Regions from separate parts of the Sus scrofa genome. Here region 1 is linked to region 2. The links are chromatin contacts, called in public HiChIP or PLAC-seq maps. All regions are on one chromosome and are shown on one strand. The core of a region is the stretch at or near the end of the contact, and the rest is flanking DNA. Distances in the headings are between cores, read along the strand shown.

What was found. HiChIP or PLAC-seq counts read pairs in DNA pulled down with a chosen protein or histone mark.
Region 1: an H3K27ac HiChIP or PLAC-seq map of skeletal muscle shows a contact between it and region 2, with 2.6 times the contacts expected there. The contact joins two enhancer-like sites. A contact is called at or near these places in 1 of 47 Hi-C or Micro-C datasets (embryonic fibroblasts) and 1 of 2 datasets of contacts at active chromatin or transcription factors (skeletal muscle).

The regions. Positions count from the first base shown.
Region 1 is chr7:65,709,299-65,715,133 of Sscrofa11.1, forward strand. No RefSeq gene overlaps it. Among named protein-coding and RNA genes, the nearest start is that of EGLN3, 93 kb to the right of the region's middle. Within about 2 kb of position 1,428, at least 14 of the 83 cell types and tissues checked have an H3K27ac peak or open chromatin away from gene starts, as enhancers often do. A contact at or near this core is called in skeletal muscle, where this site is marked.
Region 2 is chr7:65,488,369-65,494,575 of Sscrofa11.1, forward strand. No RefSeq gene overlaps it. Among named protein-coding and RNA genes, the nearest start is that of SPTSSA, 190 kb to the left of the region's middle. Within about 2 kb of position 2,958, at least 22 of the 83 cell types and tissues checked have an H3K27ac peak or open chromatin away from gene starts, as enhancers often do. A contact at or near this core is called in skeletal muscle, where this site is marked.

The DNA.
Region 1 (5,835 bases), core at 178-2,677, 220 kb after region 2:
GGGGATGTGGTGCTGTAAACAAACACGAGTCAGTAGCTACTTTTCCTAACTCTGCCCCCAGTTTCCCCAGTTGGGATAATGGGTCTCTTTTAAGCCAGAAACATCAAGACATACCTTGTATGAACTGAGAAACTTGTCCCAAGTACTCACTTGGCTCAAACACCAGAGTTCTCAGGATTTACTGCCGATACCAAGTTCTCAAGCAGTGCAGCTTCCCTTCCTAGCTTTTCCTCATTTATCGACATTTTACTATAAACAAAAGAGGAAGTTATAGAATCCTAGCTCTGCACTGGAGAGCAGTTCTTCTGGAAGAATAGGCCTAGGAATATCATACCTTTAAAAAATATTTGATCAGTCAGAAATCGGTCTTGGAGGGAGAGGAAATACAGCAGAATGGATAAGCCCAGAGACCCTGCCTCCAAACTACCCAGACTTGCTTCCTGGTTCTGCCACTGTATGAGTCATGTGACTCTTTTGTAAATTATTTAACCACTCTGTCCCTTAGTTTACTCATCTCTTAAGTGGGGACATAATGGAACACATCTCATAGGGTTGCTACCATGAGTAAATGAGCTAAAATATATGTAAAGCATTTAGAGCAGTAAGGGGCCAGTGTAAGCAGTAAATATGTGTTGGCCATAATTAGTATGATATCCTAATGGAATGTGGAGAGGGAAGGTTTCAGACCTGGAGGGAAGCTGTGGCCTAGAGAAGAGGGTACCAAGACAGCCAGCACTCTCAGGGCCTGGCAACAGTGGGAGGCACAGAAAAGAATACTCTTGGGAAGCTATAAACACACGTGCCAAATCCTAGCAAGAGTCCCAGGTTCATCCACTGACATTGAAACGACCCTCAGAGAGCCCCCCCCCTTCCCCCTTTTTAGGGCCACACCTGCTGCATATGGAAGTTCCCAGGCTTGAGGAGTGGCAGCTGCCAGCCTACATCACAGCCACAGCAGTGCTGGATCTGAGCTGCATCTGTGATCTACACCACAGCTCACGGCAACGCCAGATCGTCAAGCCACTGAGTGGGGCCAGGAATTGAATCTGTATCCTCATGGATACTAGTCAGTTTCTTAACCCACTGAGGCCCCAGCGGGAACTCCACAGAATTTTTAGAATTTGACAGGCTCTGTTCTAGACTCCAGGTTGCCTGGATACAGCCTCTCTGCCAGCCTGGTCCAAGACTTGTTTTGGTAAGGATGACATGCTTATACAGGTCTAGTCAATAACAGGTCCTTTGTTCTGTCTCCTAGACCTCTGGGTGCCACTGTACGGACATGTCCAGCTTGGCAGGCAGCTGGCATCTCAAGGATCTGGGTTGTTATCAGATGGACACTCACCAAACAGAGTCCCTCCTGGCCCGGTGGTGTGTGCTGTTGTGCACGTAGGCCTGCATGCCTCATATCTGTGCCCAGCAATTACATCCCAAGCACCCTGCCCCATTCCAAGGCAGCCGGAGCCAGCTGGGACACTGTGCCCGGGGTGGGAGCCAGGTAGTTTTCCTCCTTTCATCCTTTTTGATTCCATAAGCATTTTCTTCTAAGCTTGGGCTCTCACAGCAGTGTCGGACATGGGAAAACAAACCCAGAAGGCAGGAACTGAGCTGCATCTGCTCGTAGTGCTGCCTTTTGCTGTTCTGAAATGGAGCCAAAAGGCACAGCCTCTGCCCTCCAGAACAGGAAGCCTGCAAGCAGCGTGTGCTTTCTGCAGCACTGCCTGCTCGGTGAGTATATTGCATATCCTTACACGTTAGTGGCATGTTGTCTGGTCTCACGTTCAGGTCTAGATTTAAATACTAAGGTGGAATTCAGGGTTTGAGTAAAATGCATGTCCGGGCCTGGTCTCTTGGCCAGGCCCCAGGGTCTGCAGCCCACCTAGCTGGTCCTCAAAACTGGCCTCTTACATCAGAAGTAATCCCACGTGGTTTATTTATTTTTATTTTTTAATTCATTTTTTGTCTTTTAAGGGCCGCACCCACGTCATATGGAAGTTCCCAGGCTAGGGGTTGAATCAGAGCTGCAATAGTTGGCCTATGCCACAGCCACTGTCACAGCCACGTCAGATCCAACCCATGTCAGCAACCTACACCACAGCTCACGGCAACACTGGATCCTTAACCCACTGAGTGGGGCTAGGGATCGAATCTGCATCCTCATGGATACTAGTTGGGTTCGTTACCACTGAACCACAGTGGAAATGCCGATCCCATTCGGTTCTGATGACAGATGGATTGTGATAACTCACCCCGGTTTGGGAAGGCTCCCTGTTCTCTTATATCAGCAGAGAAAACCATGTTTGAATACTAACAACTGGTGTCATTTACTGAACACATGTGATGCCCCAGGGAGCCTTCTAAGGGCTTTTCGTAGTGGTTTCCCGTGGTCCCCCACCAGCACTCCAGTCGAGGTAGTATGGTCAACTGTGCCTTACATGTGAGGACACTGAGATGCGTTGACATTGGGTAACTCGCTCAAGGCCACCTAGGTTGGAAGTGGCAATGCCAGTATTTGAACCAGGCAGCCTGATTCAGGGCTTGCTCCTACTCGCCATCATGCCCGATGCTGTGGCATCTCCTTGTTTCCACCTCCACAAGGATTAGACTGATGCTTGATCATCCTCTCATTGTTATCATTGGTCTTATCAGCTTGTGGAGGCGCAGAAGCTTCTTCTGGTTGACATTTGTAGCTAATTTGCTACATCCTTGATGTTAGAGATAACAACGCAAACATTGAATTATTTCCTCATTGATTTACATTACTTTGATTCCTTAAATATTTAGTGAGTGTTTACTTTGAGCCAGACATTATACTAGACCTGGCAAAGAGGGGCACTACCAGGTACTTGCTTTCAAAGAATTTTCACTCTAGAAAGAGAAATAATCTTCCAAATTCCCAAGATGGCTCACAGGGCCTTCTGAGATGGGCAGTGCCTTCCCCTTCAATCTCATTGCTCCACATTCTCTGCCTCTGCGTCCTTTGGTTTGTTGAGCTTCCTACCACCTCAGAGCCTTTGCACCTTCTGTTCCATCAGCCTGAAATACTCCACCCCTTTGCCTGGTTAACTCCTCATCCTTAGGTCTCATCTTAATTCACTCTTCTTAAGGGTGTTCTCTCTCAAACCCATAGATTAGCTCAGGAACCTGTTACATCTCATCGTAGCTCCTTGTGCTTTTAATTTTTGTAATTATTTGATTCATTCTCCAGCTCCTTAAGGGCATCAATAATGCTGTTCTTATTCACCACTGTATTCCAGGCATCAATAGGAGCTTACTCAATATTCTGAAATGAATGAAAATTATTATTTATTAAAGCAGAAACTGGGATGTTAGTCCCCATTCCTCCAAGAAGCAGACACCAAGACAGTATTAAACATGCTAGGATTTTATGGGATGGGGTCATGCGTAATTTAAAAAATGAGGGAGCTGGAAGAAGCTGGGAGACTCATCACACTGATGCTCGTCTGATCCCAGAGGGAAGTATGAGGAGGACCATCCTCTATATTCTCGTGCAGCCTGGGTAAAAGTCAGTGAGGTGATGGAGCAGATCAGCCAACAAAGCTGAAGGTCAGAGGCATACTCCACCACGTGAGCACCTCACTCAATGGCTGGAACGCCGAGGGAGGCGTGGCCCGGCAGCTGCAGGGTGCAGATTGGAGCGTGCCCACTGGGGGCGCTCATCAATTATGGCATCGGTGGGGGGGTGGAAGTCTGGGGGCTCCACGTGGCAATTCAGAGGCGGGAGGAGATGATTTCTGGCTTATGGAGAGCAGAAAAATTCCCAAGGGTATGTCTTCCACAAAAGGGAAATCTTCATTTTGAGGCTCAGCAAGTACTTATTGAACACAAACTATTCTTTGATGCCGTGGAGGGCAGTATGGGATTAACTGTACATGGTCTCTCCTCAGAAGCTTATTAGCTCGCTCAGAAGCATGTACTCTCACATGCATCCTCCTGAATCTCAATTTCCTCATTTCCAAAGTGAAGATCACACCTCCTACCTTGTGTGACAAGTAACAGCTGGATCCAGTGGCTTCCATGAATAGGGTAGGGGCTTAACAAAGGAGATTTGAACGAGTTTTAAAAAATAATTCGTTGTCTTCACCACTTTCTCAGCTTTTAGTCACTTCAGTTGGGTTGATGTTTAAGTTTTCGAAGAAACTTTTGGCTTAGGATGTGTGCTTTCCTTGTAATTACTCTCATCAGCAGTCCCCTGAGGCTTTTTCTTTTAAAAGATTTCAAGTGAAAGAACCACAGTTTAAATACGCCATCAACACAGAGGGAAGATTTAGTATCGGGTTACCACATTTAAGGAAATCTCTGGGGAATGTGGTGTGTGCTTGGCCCAGTGAGCTCAGTGCTTGGGGTCGGTTTCTTAACTCTTAACCCTAAGGCGGGGTTAAATTTGTTCTGTTACAGCACAGGCATTGGGATATTGCTTAGTCAGACTTCTTTCTGTAGATGGAGCTTGCGGATCCCTGAGGGAACTGGAAACTTGGGGTGGGGTGGACCTCCTCCCTTTTCCTCACTACCGAAGTAAGGGGTGGTCTCTCTTTGGCCCCCACCTCCAACACTTTTCTCTTGTATCGCTCTTTCAATGACCATCTCCTCCCCACCCCAATGCTGCCTTGTGAAGCTAATCTTATCCTGGTTTCACCTGTTGTGTTGGCCTTTTCTTTCTAGGAATTGGTTTTAATTCAGTAACTATTCCCTGAGCAACTAAGGAGTGAATGCCGACCCTGGGCCTCAGCATTATAATATACGGAATGAAGGGGGGGATGGGCTAAGGCATAAGATGACATGACATGTAAACGACTCTTAAAAAATAATCTGTATCAATATTTATATCCAAATCGCAAAGAATCATGGAAATGAAGAGGAAACAGATTTTCCAGGTGAGGAGGCAGTCTCTGATCCAGGACTCCATGTTAATCATCTGAGAAAGGACTGAAAGAAATTCTGTACTGAGGAAGTAGTATGAGCAACAGTGAGACGTATTTGCATGCTTTAAAGAGACAAGGTTGTTTGTAACAACTGGAAGATTGGGAGGTATCCAGGGACAGATGGGGAAAAGGGGTGGCAGGTAAATTATGGAGGTCCTTGGAAAACTTGTTCAGGAGCATCTTTTATAGCAGGGAACAAAGTTTCAGTGAGTTGGGAAATAGTGTCTAGGTAAGGACAGAAATGAGACAGTCTGTAGCAGCCAGAGTAGTGCAGTAATTTAGGTGAGAGAGGATTGTTTTTGTAGAAACGAATGTAAGGGACAGATCTGAGAGATAGGATGGGTGTGGGAATGGAGAAGAAGAGGGCTTTGAAGGTGACCCGAGGTTCCCAGCCTGTGCATATGGGGTGGGGGTGGGGGCAGAGTGTTGGGGTGAGGATGTCACTGGGAGGGGGAACCCAGCAGGAGGCTCCACTAGGCTGGGAATGGGATCTCCACAAAGATCACCTGTCATTTAAGGGGCTGGCAGGATGTCCTGATGACCCTGGAAATTTAGATCTGGGGCCCAAGGTCCCGGCCAAAGATGAAGATTTGGGAGTTGTCATCACAGCGGTCATGGTTGAAATATGGCAAATGGTTTAGCTTCTTCAACCACCTAAACAAGGACTTGGGTTTCCGGCTGCATGAGTGAAGGCAGGTGGACGGGTATTTTTCTGGGGCCTGAATGGCTGGTCCTGATCCCTGCAGCACAGTCCTTGGATCCTTGAGATTCCAGAAAAGGAGTAGGTTAACTCTGCCCTGCTTTACTTAGCATAGCTTTGCCTCTTCTTCCTCAGTTGTCCAGCTTCTAATTCTGCAAACAACAGCTGGAGAGGGTGAGTGAGGGCCAATCCAAC
Region 2 (6,207 bases), core at 1,708-4,207:
TTTGTTTTGAGATAAATTTAAACAGGGCTGTGAAGAGAGTTTCACGTTTGTGCAAGTGCCTTTTACGAACAATAGTTTCCAACCATTTAATAATGACCTTGGCAATAATGACTTTCAGCCAAACAGCACAATTCTCAATCTGTCCCCGGCTTTGCCGAGAACACTTCCTGTGCTCCTTAATCGCTTCTCCCATCTGGGAAGGACCGGGCTCTCCGGAAGACACCTGTTTTCTTGACTGTTATTTTCGAAGCTTGGATCCCTGGCTGGATCCGAATCGTTGTAAGTGAGGAGATAGGGGCCAGAGGGTCAGGCTGTCTGTCCTGTGGGATAGAAATCACGAAATGTGTGTGAGATACAGCCATCATCTCAGCTCCTGCTGGTGAATTTTCATGTGAGGCTGGGTAGGGTTCAAGGACTTGTTTTTGTAAAGGTGAAGGAATTCACAGAGAAGGCGAAAAGTAAGATTGTGAAGAATGAAAATCAGAACTAGAAGAAAAAGAAACATAGCGTTAGAGGAGGGAAAATAATTTAGTTTAGAAAAAACTTATACGTCCTTAGGAGATCGGCACTTGTATTTAGATCATCCAGTGTATCCGTGAGCAAATTTCTTGGTACTTGGTAAAGACAGTGAGGCTTAAATGAACAAGGAAAGAGCCAAGTTTTCTGTAAAGCTTCTCATGCTTGTGGGGTCTGAGGACTCAACATTACTAGAGGGAGGTGGAGTTGAGGATGGGTGGGGTAGTGTTACTTGTTTGGTCTTTTCTCAGTCCCTGTCTTATAGCAGGAGTTATCGGTGAAATGGCCCCAGGCAATCCCCAGCAAGGGCCTCCTGGCTTTAGCAAATCTATCCTAACAGCGTAATTCACTTCCCAGCATTGGCAGGTCACATCTGGACAACTTCCCACTAGAGTCTTGGTGCCTGACCCTCTCATGCCTCTAAGAGGGAAGCTTTGTGGGACAGCGGTGACTCCCCAACATGGAAGAGCCACCGTTGTCTTGGGCATTGCAAACATCCCTGTGATATGGGCCTAGCAGGGAGCAGAGAGTTGGTGCAGGAAATACCAAAACAATGTAAAACCAACTCCTGTCTCCAAGTACCATACTGCCCACATGCAAATTTACCAAAAAAAAAAAAAAAAAATTCCATGGAAAAAATATAAGAATGTTTGTTCAAGTAAGTTAGAACTGATAAACTTTTAACCAGCAACAGCAGAGTCCAGGAGTGATTGGCGTGTGAGGGGAAAGCAGAAATATTCTAAAAAGGAGAGTTTAAAATTCAAAGCCGGGTAACATAATAATAGCAATACCATTTAACCAGCAGGCAACAACGTATTCAAATACTAAGACACTGTTCCTAAAACTCAAAGCTCATAGAAGAGTTGACCTCATTTGTTGGGGTGTTTGTGAGATATGAGCATCATTATCCTGATGTTGTGGACAAGGAAATGGGGGCTCAGAAGGCCTGAATTGTTGTTTCCAGCATGTTCCATGGACAACAGTACAGAACTCTGATTGTAGGATGAAGCCTTGATCTGTCTCGGGAGCCCAAGGGTTCACCCTTTGCCTCCCACTAGCCTTTCTTCAATATCTTTCTGAGGCTTAACTATTACATTAATTGGGTTACTATACTGGTGTCTTTTGCTGGGGGAGAAGTGGCTACATAATTTTTGGAGAGTTATAAAACAGTATGTCTGAAATCATTTCATCTTTGCACATTTATACATGAAAAAAAGATATATGCCAATTTATTAACAGTGGTTATTTCTGATATATGCAATTATGGATTATCTTTACATTTTTTTATCCCCTTGGAAGTGATAAATATAAGTATGCATTATTTTTGTATTAAAGAAAAAAATCCCTAAAATGGTAAGACAAAATATTCTAGGGTTTTAAAAAAACTTTCTAAGAGTTCCCTGGTGGCCTAGTAGACTAAGGATCTTGTCACTGCTGTGGCTTGGGTCATTGTTGTGGCTCAGATAACCACCCCACTTGTCCTGTGCTCTCAGCAGAGAGGCTACATCTGAGATTTGACAGGGATCTGCCCTGCAAGTTCTGCACAAAGGCTGGAGTTATGTTAAAAAAGAGGATTTCCTGAAAAGCTGAAAATATAATGAATAGGTAGTTGGGAAAGCTGAGTTGGTGACAGACAAGTTGCTGGATTTCTATCATTTGACTTAATATTAATAAGCCTTCATTATCCCCACTTCTTCAGGTCTTGACCCTTTTTCTCCTTTTCAGAAAGGAATTGGTGTTTCCTGTTTCTGCCATGAAATAAATGCAAAAATTAAGACTCCAAAATGGACCATTTATATCAAAGGCTCTGGTCACAGAGTTGGCAGCTGTCCCTTGAGACCCATTCATCTGATCCTTCTTCCGCAATTGTAGAAACCAAGATTTATGCCTTGGCACAGGGATTGGCCCCAGTTCCCTCCTCCCAGTGCCCCGAAGATCACACTTCCCAGCTTTCCTTCTAGCCATGGAACCTGTAGTAGCTGAGTTCCAGCTGGCGGTTGTTAGAGGAAGTGGTGAGTGCGACTTAACAGGGGCCGTCCTTATAGGAAAGGGACTGCATGCTTTTCTTTTTGCTGGCAGAGTCCAGAAGTGTAGTTTAACTCCAGCAGCCATTGTGGGTCATGAAGAGACCTTAGGAATAGGAGCAGCAAGAGAGGAGAAACCCGGGTTCCTGAGTGTGGAGCCCTATTCTAGCCCTGGGCTAATCAACCCCTCTTACTTTTTGAAAGTCAGAGGGAGAAACTAATTTGAGCTCTAGTTATATCGGATTATTCTTTTACTCACAGCAGAACTAAGTCTGACTAATACAGCAACTGTGAGCTGAAGGGAAGCTGATTTACTTGAACTTGGCAGACCATGAGCCTGTCTCTGAGGACTTAGGGCATGTGTTCCCTGAGCCCAGCACTTCCCCTGGGAGCTCAGCCAATAGCATAGTGTGAACCAGAGGGCAGAGCCCTGGTCACAAGTTGTGGCTCAGATTATAGCAAGGCCTTTGGTCAGGGAGGAACATAGCACCGGGGTGAGAGCATGGGCTTTGGGTCAGAAAGATCTGAGTTAAAGCACTGAATCTATTAACAATTTGTGTGATTTGAACTTCAGTGTTTATGGTTGTAAGGATTAATCAGATATCATACTGAGAATATGTCAGTCACTGGGGCATAATAGGCACTAAAAATGTAGCTGTTATTATTAAAATACATGAAATACATTAAGTATTAACAGGACTTTGTGCATCCAAGGTTTGTAAAACTCTTGCCTTTATGATTAATAACAAGGCATGGATTCAAGCTGTCTAAATGAATCCTCATAGGTGGAAATATAAGAGCTATTAAAAAAATCTCCTAGTGTAAAAATGTCTAGATACATGATATTTTTGCTCAACCCTCAGTGTAAAGGGGCAGCTTCTTGCTTAGAGAAAAAAAAAATCTCTGTCAATGAATAAGACTTTTGATAACTGCATTGGATCTGGATTCCTAATTTCAGAAAAAAGAACCATAGAGGCCAATTTTATTAGAAAGGGACTTGTTAGAGTAGTGGTTTCTGGAATTTCAGGAAGACCAGAGAACCAAGGTTGGAAAGTATCCAGCCAGGAGCAGTGTAGCCTGGAGAACTGCCAACCACACAGGTGATGGATCTTGTGAAGCTCCCGCTGGAGCCTCTGTCCACTGCTTGGCACCTGTGAGCAGGGGAGGGAACACTGGAACCTCAGCCAGAGCTGCCACAGAACAGAGCAGCCATGCCGGTCCGTTTCCTTGTGTCTCCACCACCCACCTTGTGTCCCACCTAGGCCATTGAAGTCTGTGTGATGGTGGGTAGAGACTAGGTCACACACAGCCCAGTAGATGCAGAGGAGGGGAAAGGTAGCTTTGAAGCTCTTTAGACCATAGGACTGGAAGGTGTCTTAGCCTGTGCTCCCCCAGAAGGCAGGGCTTTGATGTGGAGAGTTGGTTTTGGAAAGTGATCCTAGGGAAAAAAAGGGGGAAATGTGAAAGAGCTTTAGGTCTGAGATTATGTCTTTAAATTGAGGAGTTCGACTCTTCTCACCATCAGTGGAAATAAAGATGGGCTGAATGCAATTCAGTATGGAAATAAATTCACGGAATCACAAGGATTCACTGTAAAAATCAGACCTGATGCAGTTTGGAGGTAGAACTATTGCAGTTAGGGGGCAACTGCAGTGGTATTACAGGAAATTTTAAGACTTGAAGTAGGACAGGGACTGGGAGAAGCAAAAGAATGGGCCACAGGGTATCTAACTGCTGGACCTGATGGCTAATGGCTTATAGAGGAGAGAAGGGCAGTTTGAGATGGTAGCCTTGGTGCTTGGGAGATTGGTAATGTCTTCCACTGAGATCAAAGATACTGGAGAAGAGGGAGTCCTGTTGTGGCTCAGCCGGTTAAAAATCTGACTAGTATCCATGAGGACTCGTGTTTGCTCCCTGGCCTTGCTAGTGGGTTAAAGATCCGTTGTTGCTGTGGGCTATGGTGTAGATGGCAGATGCAGCTTACATCTGGCATTGCTGTGGCTGTGGTATAGGCTGGCAGAAGCTCCTTTTTGACCCCTAGCCTGGAAACTTCCATATGCCATGGGTGTGGCCATATAAAGAAAAAAAAGATACTGGAGAAGAGAGAGATATGGTTGGAGGTGGAGAGGGTGATAAGTTCATTTTGCATATGCTGAGCTGGGGCATCTGTGGGGATTGTGTTTGGTATGTGGGTCTGGAGTTAGGAGAGAGGGCATGGCTGAGGATATGGATTTAAGAATCAAGCATTTAGGGGAAGGTAAAGGAACTGGCAGAGGAGGTGAAAAAGCCAGCCCCACACACTCCTGCCAGCCAAGATGGGTTTGTCTTTCTCTCCTCTGTTCCTCTGGTCCTAGGCACATGACCTGCTTCCTCTCCTCCTGGGTGCTGGCATCACCAATTCTGACTCCCTTGTGTTCTGTGCCCCAGAGGGATGTGGTGTCCCCAGCTCCTTTGAATTCCTCTAGGTCCCCGAAGATAAGCAACCAGCTCCTCTTTTTAACTTGTCTGTTTATTTTTGAAATAACCTTTTCTCCTAATACTGCTGCTTAATATACTGGGAATAATACAAATCACAAACCCATAAGATTTAGAGAATCTTAAAAATTTAATGTGATTTTGACTCCCTTACTGAGACAGTAGCTGGACTTCCCCTTGATCCCTGCCCTCTGCTTTCATTCCTGGGGACAGTAATATCAACCCTTCTCTTCTTCCGAGTTATTCTTCCCTGGGGAAGGGCTCCATGAAAACCTGTTCTCTGGCACAGCCCAAGGAGGCAATTGGGACAAAAAGATATGTGTCTCTTGTTCCCATGTGGGCGATTTCGGGTTCAAGAACTTCCAAACCCAGTGCCATCTACATGGCATGGTGAAGATTGGCTAGATCAGGATGGAGATCATGGATTTTAGCAGCAGCTCAGATGTGAGACTCATCTCCTCTCATTAGAAAGTTAGGTTGTTCCAGGAGTTCCCGCCATGGTGCTGTGGGTTAAGAATCAAACTGCAGCAGATCTGTCACAGTGGAGGATCCCCAGCCCCATGAAGTGGGTTAAAGGATCTGGCATTGCTCTAGCTGTGGTGTAGGTTGCAAACAAATGCCATGGGTGCAGCCATTTAAAAAAAAAAGAGAAAAAAAAAAGTTGTTCCAAATTTTTACTACCGCAAATGGAATAGAGAAGGAACGATTCATTAAAAATGAACTTTTTTTTTTTGAAGTTAAAAAAAAAAAGACCTCTTCAATAATCCTCAAGAAAGAGACCCATGGAGGGTAGCTTCAAAGTCAATAATATTTGAAAGAAATATTGGTAACCTGTGTCAATAATTTCCAAAAAAATTTTTGTAAGAACAAAATTCTTTCACAGTGATTAATCTGCCTTTAGCCAAAATGCTTTTGGCTAAATTGCTTTCTTCCAAATTAACTTTTGATTAAGTCACTGGCAATTGGGTTTTATAATACAGTTGTAAAGTTGGATATATAAACAAGTTGGACATATGAACAAGAGACTTTGATCACTTATCTCTGTCCTCAGCTTTCATTTTTCAAGCCATAGCATTTATCTTTTTGGTGGGAGATAGATTTTTTTTTTTAAGGCCACACCTACTGGCATATGAAAGTTCCCAGGCTAGGAGTCAAATTGGAGTTGCAGCTGCCAGCCTATGCCACAGCCACA